Regions from separate parts of the Mus musculus genome. Here region 2 is linked to region 1. The links are chromatin contacts, called in public Hi-C maps. All regions are on one chromosome and are shown on one strand. Each heading gives the region's core, a stretch centred on a gene start, on an enhancer-like site or on the middle of the called end of the contact. The rest is flanking DNA. Distances are from core to core; before and after follow the strand shown.

Region 1 (4,170 bases), core at 1,054-3,553:
CACCCCTCTCCAGCTCACCATCATTGGCTGTAATCTCCCTCACAGAAAATACATGTAGCACTGGAAGCTCCTGCAAGCAGAGAGAACAGTATGTTAAGATCAACAGCATTCTGAAATGCTGTCTCTTCTCCTTTATTGAGGGTTCCAAAAACACAGACTCACAGGAAAATGCACTTGTACTTCATCAAGGGAATTCTCAAGTACTAGCCTCGCCTCTCTAAACACAAACCCCGCCCTTCAGTTCTAGATCCACCCATGCAATTAGTCAGACCCACCTTGGGAAAATTCTGACCCACCCCTGTAACTCATACTAATTCCTCCAAAGGCGTCAGTCCAGGCTCCATTTCCTATGACAATTTTAGCCAGGATCTGGATCTCAATAGGTCAGCTACAATCTTTCCTTCCAACCTGCAAAAGTTACTTCTAGAGGGCCAGAGGGATCTCCTGGAGTAAAGGTGCTTGCTGCAAGCCTGGAGACCTGAGTTCAATCCCCAGGACCCACAAAGGAGGAGAGAAATGATTCCCACCAGTTGTCCTCCGACCTCCATGTGATCCCGCACACATGCACAAAATAAATAAATCATAATGAAAGCCGGACAGTGGTGGCGCACGCCTTTAATCCCAGCACTTGGGAGACAAGAGGCAGGCGGATTTCTGAGTTTGAGGCCAGCCTGGTCTACAGAGTGAGTTCCAGGACAGCCAAGGCTCGAAAAACAAAACAAACAAACAAAAATCATAATGAAAAACGGTTCCAACTCTGTCTGCCCAACACGGACTTTAGTCCATGACTCCCCAGCCCCCAGCATCCTAAAAAGGCACTCATCCTACCAAGGCGGAAAAGATTCAGCAAGCAGGCCCAGGATCCACCGCAGGGGCCTTCCTGGACCAGACTTGACCTTCATAGTGATACTCAAGGCAGATGACAGAACTTCTACAGAGGCTTACAAGAGAAAACTGCCAGCAGCAACCGCATCCCTGACCTGCAAAAACGTCTGTGGTCCCACCCCTACCTAGGGTGAAACTTCAAGCCCCTCCTTTCCCTCCAGACTTCTGGCCCCGCCCACCAAAAATTCACACTCTGGCGCCACCTCCAATTTAACTGGCCCGCCCCCCAACAGACTGGGAAACATTCTGACCCCGCCTCTGAGTTCCCTACTTCCCTGCCTGTGTTTGGCCCCGCTCCCCAGCTCAGTAAAAACTTCCTAACTCTATCCCCGCCATTCGCCATTCTCCACCAGCACCCTAGCCCCACCCGCAAAATCCCTGACATCGTAGCTCCACCTCCACCCAGTCTCAGCCAGCCCCTGGACCCTCCCCTAGCTTCTGGGCAAGAATCAGGACCCAGCACCAGAACCAAAAAACTTTCCTGCCTAGCCCAGGAAGTCTCCGCCCCAAACACTAGTCCCATGCAATAAATAATGTAACCACGCCCTAGTGCAGCAATCAATACCTAAAACACTGAGGACAACATTCCGGCTACACCCCCAGCATCTTGACCAAACCCAGCACAACACCGCAACTCAGTCATCACCTCTTCACTCAAAGCCCAAACCCTGCCCCTTTCCCCACTCCCCTCCAAACTTTGGCCCCGCCCCAAACACATCCACCCCCCCTTAGCTCCACCCCTGGCCCTCATGACCACGCCCTGTGGCACTCCCTACAGCAAAGACTAACTTGTAAGGCCCCAAGCAATACTCTAGCCCCGCCCCCATCTTACTCCGCCCACCATTTTTGACCACTCCCCCAGGTTCACCCGCCTACCGACCAAACTCCACCCCTTACACGCCCCAACACTTTAGCCCCGCCCCCAGTTTCCACCGTGCTAACGCCCAGACTCCGCCTCTTATCCCCATCCTACACTCTTTGATCCCGCCCCCAGCGTCTCCGCCCAACGTCCCGAGCCGGGCCCCTAGTCCTCCAGGCAAAACTCTGGCCCCGCCCCCAGACCGACACAGCGTTGCAAGCCCCGCCCCACTCTGGCAGCCGCCAGGGCTTCGGGCCTGCCAGCACCCGCGCGTCTGGCTCTGCCCACGTGTTCACCGCCCAACCTCAGCACCCCTCAAGCGACACATGTGGGCGTCGGGTTCCCGCCCCCCGCAGAGTACCCTGACCCCGCCCCCGCCGGCGGCTCGCCTCCCAGTCCGCGCGCGTTCACGCTCCCCTCACGTGGGCGACCAGGCCCCGCCCTCTCCGGGCGCGCTCCCGGCCCCCTCCCCCGGTCACCTGTCCCGGAGACCCCGCGGTGTCTGCGACTCCGGCTTCGTCCGCCTTCGCGTCCACAGCTCCCGGGCCTCACTCGTCACTTCCGGCCCGCACCACGTGAAGAGAGGAAATAAGTAGGGCACTTCCGGTCTTGACATCCCATTTCCGGGTGCCTTAAAGGGTCCGCACCCGCTCAGGCTCTGCAGAAGGTAGCAGAAGCCTGTTTCTTCTTTCTGATTTCAGGGATTGGACTGGGGGCACGAGGTGGGACTTGAACCCACAGACATGTAGCCCTAAATCTCTGGGCTCCTTTTTTGGCTTACTGATTTCCGATTTTACTAAGTAGAAATCAGACATTTTACAGGGACCCCAGAAAACCTAAACTGGTTTCATTACCTCTTCTTGCAAATGAAACCTTAATTATAGAAACTGTAACCAATTCATAAAAATAGAAAAAAAAATTTAATCAACTATATAGGGGCTGGAGAGATTGCTCAGTAGTTAAGAACACTGTCTGCTCCTCCAGAGTTCAATCCCCAGCAACCACATGGTGACTCACAACGATCTGTAATGGAATCCAATTCCCTCTTCTGGTCTGTCTGAAGACAGTGACAGTGCACTCACATGAAGTCTTTAAAATATATATATATATATATATTTTTTTTTTTTTTAAATCAACATTATCCAGGCGTGGTGGCACAAGCCTTTGATCCCAGCACTTGGGAGGCAGAGGCAGGCGGATTTCTGAGTTCGAGGCCAGCCTGGTCTACAGAGTGAGTTCCAGGACAGCCAGGACTACACAGAGAAACCCTGTCTTGAAAAAAAAAAAAAAAAAAAAAAGGAAAAAAGTCAACTACAAAGCTGGGCGTCGTGGCAAAATACGTCCACTACAAAAGCAATGTTCTTTCTGATTTGAAGAAGCAACAAAAAGGAGCTAGTAGAATCTTCCAAGTTATTTAAAGCATGCCTTTTTTTGTATTTATAATAATTAAAAATAACTTATCAGATATGTCTATTTTATCAACTGGCAAAACAATAAAAGTACAATAAATTCATATTAAAAAATCAACTATACAAAGCTGGGTGTCATGCCTCTAATTACAGCACTTGGGAGACTGAGGCAGGAGGATTGCCTCGGGGTCAAAAACAGCATGATAGATAGATAGATAGAGAGAGAGAGAGAGAGAGAGAGAGAGAGAGAGAGGGAGGGAGGGAGGGAGGGAGGGAGAGAAAAAGCAGGGTGACATGGCTGAGAGAGTAAAGACACTGGGCCAATTATGACCTCAGTTTGACCCCTGGACTGTCAGGTGCACAACCTCTTCTACCTGTTGAGCAATGTGCTGGCACTTTAATTATTACTTTTTTAAAAAAAAAATATCTGTACTGGCTTGGTTTGTTGTCCTTAACACAAGTTAGAGTCATCAGAGAGGTAGGAGCCTCAGTTGTGAAAATGCTGCCATGTAAGTCACCATGTGGTTGCTGGGGATTGATCCAGCTGTAGGGCATTTTCATAATTAGTGATTGATGGGGGAGGGCCTAGCCCATTGTGAGTGGTGCCTGATCTCTGAACTGATGGTCCTGGGTTCTATAGGAAAGCAGGCTGAGACAGCTGTTGGGAAGCAAACCAGTAAGTACCACTCCTTCATGACCTCTGCATTAACTGCTGCCCCCAGGTTGTAGCTTTTTGGTGTTTGTCTGGAGAGCAAACACACTGGGTTCCTACTCTGATTAAGTTCCTATCCTGACTTTCTCCAATGATGGATTTTGATATGAAAACCAACCAAATAAACCCTTTACTCCCAACTTGCTTTCTGGTCACGTGTTGCATCTCAGCAATAAAATGTTGACTAAGACAATATCTCAGTTGGCCCCAAACTCCTGACTCTCCTGCTTCAGCCTCTTCAGTGCTAGGGTAGGATTACAGGTCTGAGCAGCTCTGCCCACCAAACTGACCACCTTAAGCTGCTG
Region 2 (4,170 bases), core at 467-2,966, 3.1 Mb after region 1:
GAGGTTTTGGTTTTTTTGTTTGTTTTGTTCAGGGTCTTGCTTTGTGGCACAGGCTGGGCTGGAAGTCACTAAGTAGGACATAAGCTAGTTTGGAACTTGCTCCAGTCCTCCTGCCTCAGCGTTCTCGGTGCTGGGTTTACATGCGTGCTGGTGGTTGCCACCACTCACTGCGGTCTTACTGCACCCTTTTAACCTCAGCAAATGATTCCAGGTAGAGAAACTAAGGCATTCAGTGGGAACTTGCCTCTGTCAGCGCTTCCTTCACAGAACACACGGTTCAGGCGCGCCCTCTAATGGCAAGGCTTATGCACGGCACTCTGATTCCTTGGCAGCTCAACCCCTTTCCTTCCTAGGATCAACGGTTACTTACTATTAAATTTGATAAATTAACTAGTTTTGAGTCAGGATCTTATTTTGTAGCTCTGGCTGACCTGGAAATCACTCTGTAGGTCATGCTGTCCTCGAACTCACCGAGATCCGCCTGTCTCTGCCTCGTGTGTTGGGATTAAATGTGTGAGCCATTTCGCCTGGCTACTATTAATAGTTCTGTTTTGTATCACACTTCCAAAGGCCTGGGGCCATGGCTCAATAGTAGTGTCTCTGCCTAGAATTCACAGCGTAGGCATGTGCTTGTACACACACACACACACACACACACACACACACACCTCACAACTAGGAAAACATTAAAAAAGATATAGAGGGATTACATATGATGACCTTTGGGCGTGCCCTCTCTCAATACACGAAGACCAAAAGAAAATGGAGAATACGTTGGTAAATGCATGCAAAATTTTAAATGGAGAATTTTTAAAAGTATGAACTCGAAGGAAAGATTTGCAGCCTAATGAAGTGACTAACAGCATCAGCCCTTAAGCATCACTCCAACAAATGGGCGGTAATCAAAAGATGCTCATCTCCTTTTCCTCCCCCTTTTTAATTTAAAAAACCGTTGAATTGCTCATTTCGAAAAAATGGGCAAAGGATATGAGCCAATCTTTGTTAAAAGGAATAGGCAAAGGAAATGAGCAAGAACAAAAAATATATAAGACCATTAAACTATTTCCTTAGCAATCACAGAACTACAAGTTGGAACGGGGTGAAACTGTCCTTCCAGGAAATGAGTCATACTAAGTCATTCATGGGGCCCAGGTCTCGGAACACAGGTGTCCCTTCCTTCAGGAAGCCCGTCCTCACACCCCAGCTGGGTCAGGTGCCCCCTAACACGGGCTCAATGTCCTCTGGGCTCTCCCTTCCCGACCCTGCCCGCTCTGGGTTGTCCCTGTCTGACTGTCCCACTGGACTTTAAGCCACAGCTGTCGGTATCAGTCCCTGCTTGGGATGCAAGTGGGGAATGGCTTAGAATGAGTGAGTCAATGTCTGTGGGCTGAGTCCACCCACGCTTACAGGGAGGGCGTCCTCTGAAATCTCACCTCCCTCCTCTCTCTCTCTCTCTCTCTCTCTCTGTCTCTCTCTCTCTTTGTCTCTGTCTCTCTCTCCTTTCCTCCTTTCCCTCCCCCACCTCCTTTGATCATCACTGAGCCGGATCTGGAGTCTGGGAAGCGCTCAAGAGGGCCTTGGAACACAACTACTTGAAGTCAAAGTCTCCCAGGTACCAAGATGCACAAGCTTCCATCCGCCCCAAACCACAGCGGTCCTCCAGGACCATAGAGAGCAGCGCGAATAGAGTTCCCCGCTCTAACTCCTCCGGGGAGCAGCGAGACGAGCGAAGGGCCAGAGCGGCCGGAAGTGAGTCTAGCAGGAGTTGTGCTGGCTGTGCTGGCGTTGTGTCGCCTCTGTTTCCCCCCGTGGTATTTCCTTCTAGGCATCGGGAAAGACCAGGTGAGTTTTGGCAGTGCTTAGACGCAGAGCTAGGACCGAGAGGGACAGGGTGGAGGTGGATGGAGGCCGGGGATTGATGATTGGCAGCGGAAGAAGCCAATCATTGCGGAGGCTGAGACTAGGCCGGGACTGGGCGAGGCGAAAGCATCCAGGTGTGCCCCTGGGGGCGGGGCCAATTGCCTCTGAGCGAGTGTCGTGCGGGAGTAATAGCAGGTAGGCGGGGCTATAAGACCCGTAGACCAATCCGGAGTGAGAAGGAGGAAAGGGGCGGGCCCACTGGTTGGTCCTCTGGAACCTAACGCTAGCGAACCGGGCAACCTTTTGTGGGATGGGGTGGGGATACCACTGTGAGCCAGAGTTTCCCTCTGGAATATGGAAATGCCTACGACGATGTCGCCACGCCTTTCAGGCCCCAGATGGACCCTGGGAAGGACGAGGAAAGTCGGCCACAGCCCTCAGGACCACCCACCAGGAGGAAGTTTGTTATCCCACTGGAGGAAGAAGAGGTGCCCTGTGCAGGGGTAAGAGCGAAGACTTGGGGGCTCTTGGGAGTTAAAAGGATCCCTGGGACTACGGTGTGAGTTTAGGCTTGGGTTGCTTTGGAAAAATAACCTGCCATGCTCTGCAATCCTCGGTTTGCCCGTTGGTAAAATGGCATGACAGGGTGGTTAAGGGAGAGGCTGGCAGCTGGGCAATGGCCAGTGATAGCTTTTGTTTGTTTAGTTTGGGTCTTCGATTGGGTCACATGTTTCCTGGGCTAGCCTTGAAATTGATGTGTAGCTAGGGTTGGCCTTAAATCCAGTTCCTCCCATCTCCACTTCCCAAGTGCTGAGGTTATAGCAATGGAACATCCTTTTGTTTTTTGTGTGGATGTTTTGCATGCCTGTATGTCTGTGCACTACATGCATGTAGACCTGCAGAGGCCAGAAGTCATTGGCTCCCCTAGACCTGGAATTGAATCCAGATCCTCTTGAAGAGCAGCCAGTGCTCTTAACTGAGAAGGCATCTCTCTGGCCTCTAAAACATGTCTTTGTGCTGTCTGTACACACATGGATGAGTGCTGTGAAGCTCCTGTGAAGGGCAAAAGATAACCCGTGGGACTTGATTTTATCCTTGTACTGTGTAGATCCTCAGGACTGAACTGAGTGAGGTCACGAAGCTGGCAAGTACCTTTACCCACTGAGCCATCTTGCCTGCCCCCCCTTCCTTCTTTCTTTTCTTTTCTTTCTTTTTTTCTTTCTTGAGCCTTGCTATGACCTAAAACTTGCAGCAATCCTCCTGTCTCCATCTCTCAAGTGATAGGAACTTCCAGGTGCATTTCACAACACTAAACTCAGCTATGGGTTTTGTATAAGCAGTATTCTGGGTTTTCAAGTTATGGATTTGGATCTGACCTTTTTCTGTTATTATTTTGCTTTGTTTTTACATTTCTTTATGTAGTGTGGGTTGGGGGTGTACTTGCCAGGGCATTTGTGTGGAGGTCAATTCTCTGCCTCCATCTGGTAACTTTCAGGCTTCAAGCTTAGGTGTCAGGCACCACTGTCCCCTGAGCCGTCTCCTTGGCTCTGGATTTGACATTTAAGAGTTGGAAACTGGCTGTTTGTCTGTCTATCTATCCATCTATCTAAGTTTTTTTGATTTCTCTGTGTAGCCCTGGCTGTTCTGGATCTCACAGAGCTCTGCCTCTCTCTGCTTCCCAAGTGCTAGGATCAAAGGTGTGCGGCCACCACCAAAGGCTAGAAATGGAAGTTTTTGTCCTCTAAGAAAAAGAAATTGGTGATCTAAAGAGATGGCTCAGCACTTAAATGCATTAGTTGCTCTTGCAGAGGACCCAGGTTCAGTTCCCTAACATCCATATGGTGGCTTACAACCGGCTGTAATTCCAGTTCCAGGGGATCCAGTGCCCTCTTTTGACCACTGAGGGCAACCAAGAATGTACATGGTGCATGTATATACATGCAGGCAAAACACTCAATACTAATAAAATAAGAATTTAAAAGGAAACATGGAAGCTGGTTAGATGAGGCATTCACTAAGGTTGCTTGGGCCGTTTTTGTTTGGTTTTGGTTTTGAGATAGGCATTAAATATATGAGCCAGGGCTGAAGAGATGGCTTAATGGTTAAGAGCGCTGACTGCTCTTCCAGAGGTCATGAGTTCAAATCCCAGCAACCACATGGTGGCTCACAACCATCTATAATGGGTGGGATCTGATGTCCTCTTCTGGGGCGTCTGAAGAGAGCTACAGTGTACTTATATATAATAAATAAATAAATCTTTAAAAAAATGTATGAGCCATCAATGCCCATTGCTAAAGTCTTTTAAAAAAA

The links. Hi-C and Micro-C count contacts between places; a contact is called where the count stands out from the background.
Region 2: a contact with region 1 is called in a Hi-C map of B cells, with 5 read pairs. The contact joins the promoter of Ercc1 here to the promoter of Ccdc9 in region 1. A contact is called at or near these places in 1 of 39 promoter capture datasets (cranial neural crest) and 1 of 484 Hi-C or Micro-C datasets (B cells).

Annotation. Positions count from the first base shown.
Region 1 is chr7:16,284,477-16,288,646 of GRCm38.p6, forward strand. Ccdc9 (coiled-coil domain containing 9) reads right to left here and starts at 2,304. Exons shown (of 14, transcript NM_001382411.1): 1 at 2,224-2,304; 2 at 19-70. The coding sequence starts at 24.
Region 2 is chr7:19,343,355-19,347,524 of GRCm38.p6, forward strand. It overlaps Ercc1 (excision repair cross-complementing rodent repair deficiency, complementation group 1), which reads left to right and starts at 1,717. Exons shown (of 10, transcript NM_007948.2): 1 at 1,717-1,842; 2 at 2,252-2,363. The coding sequence starts at 2,259.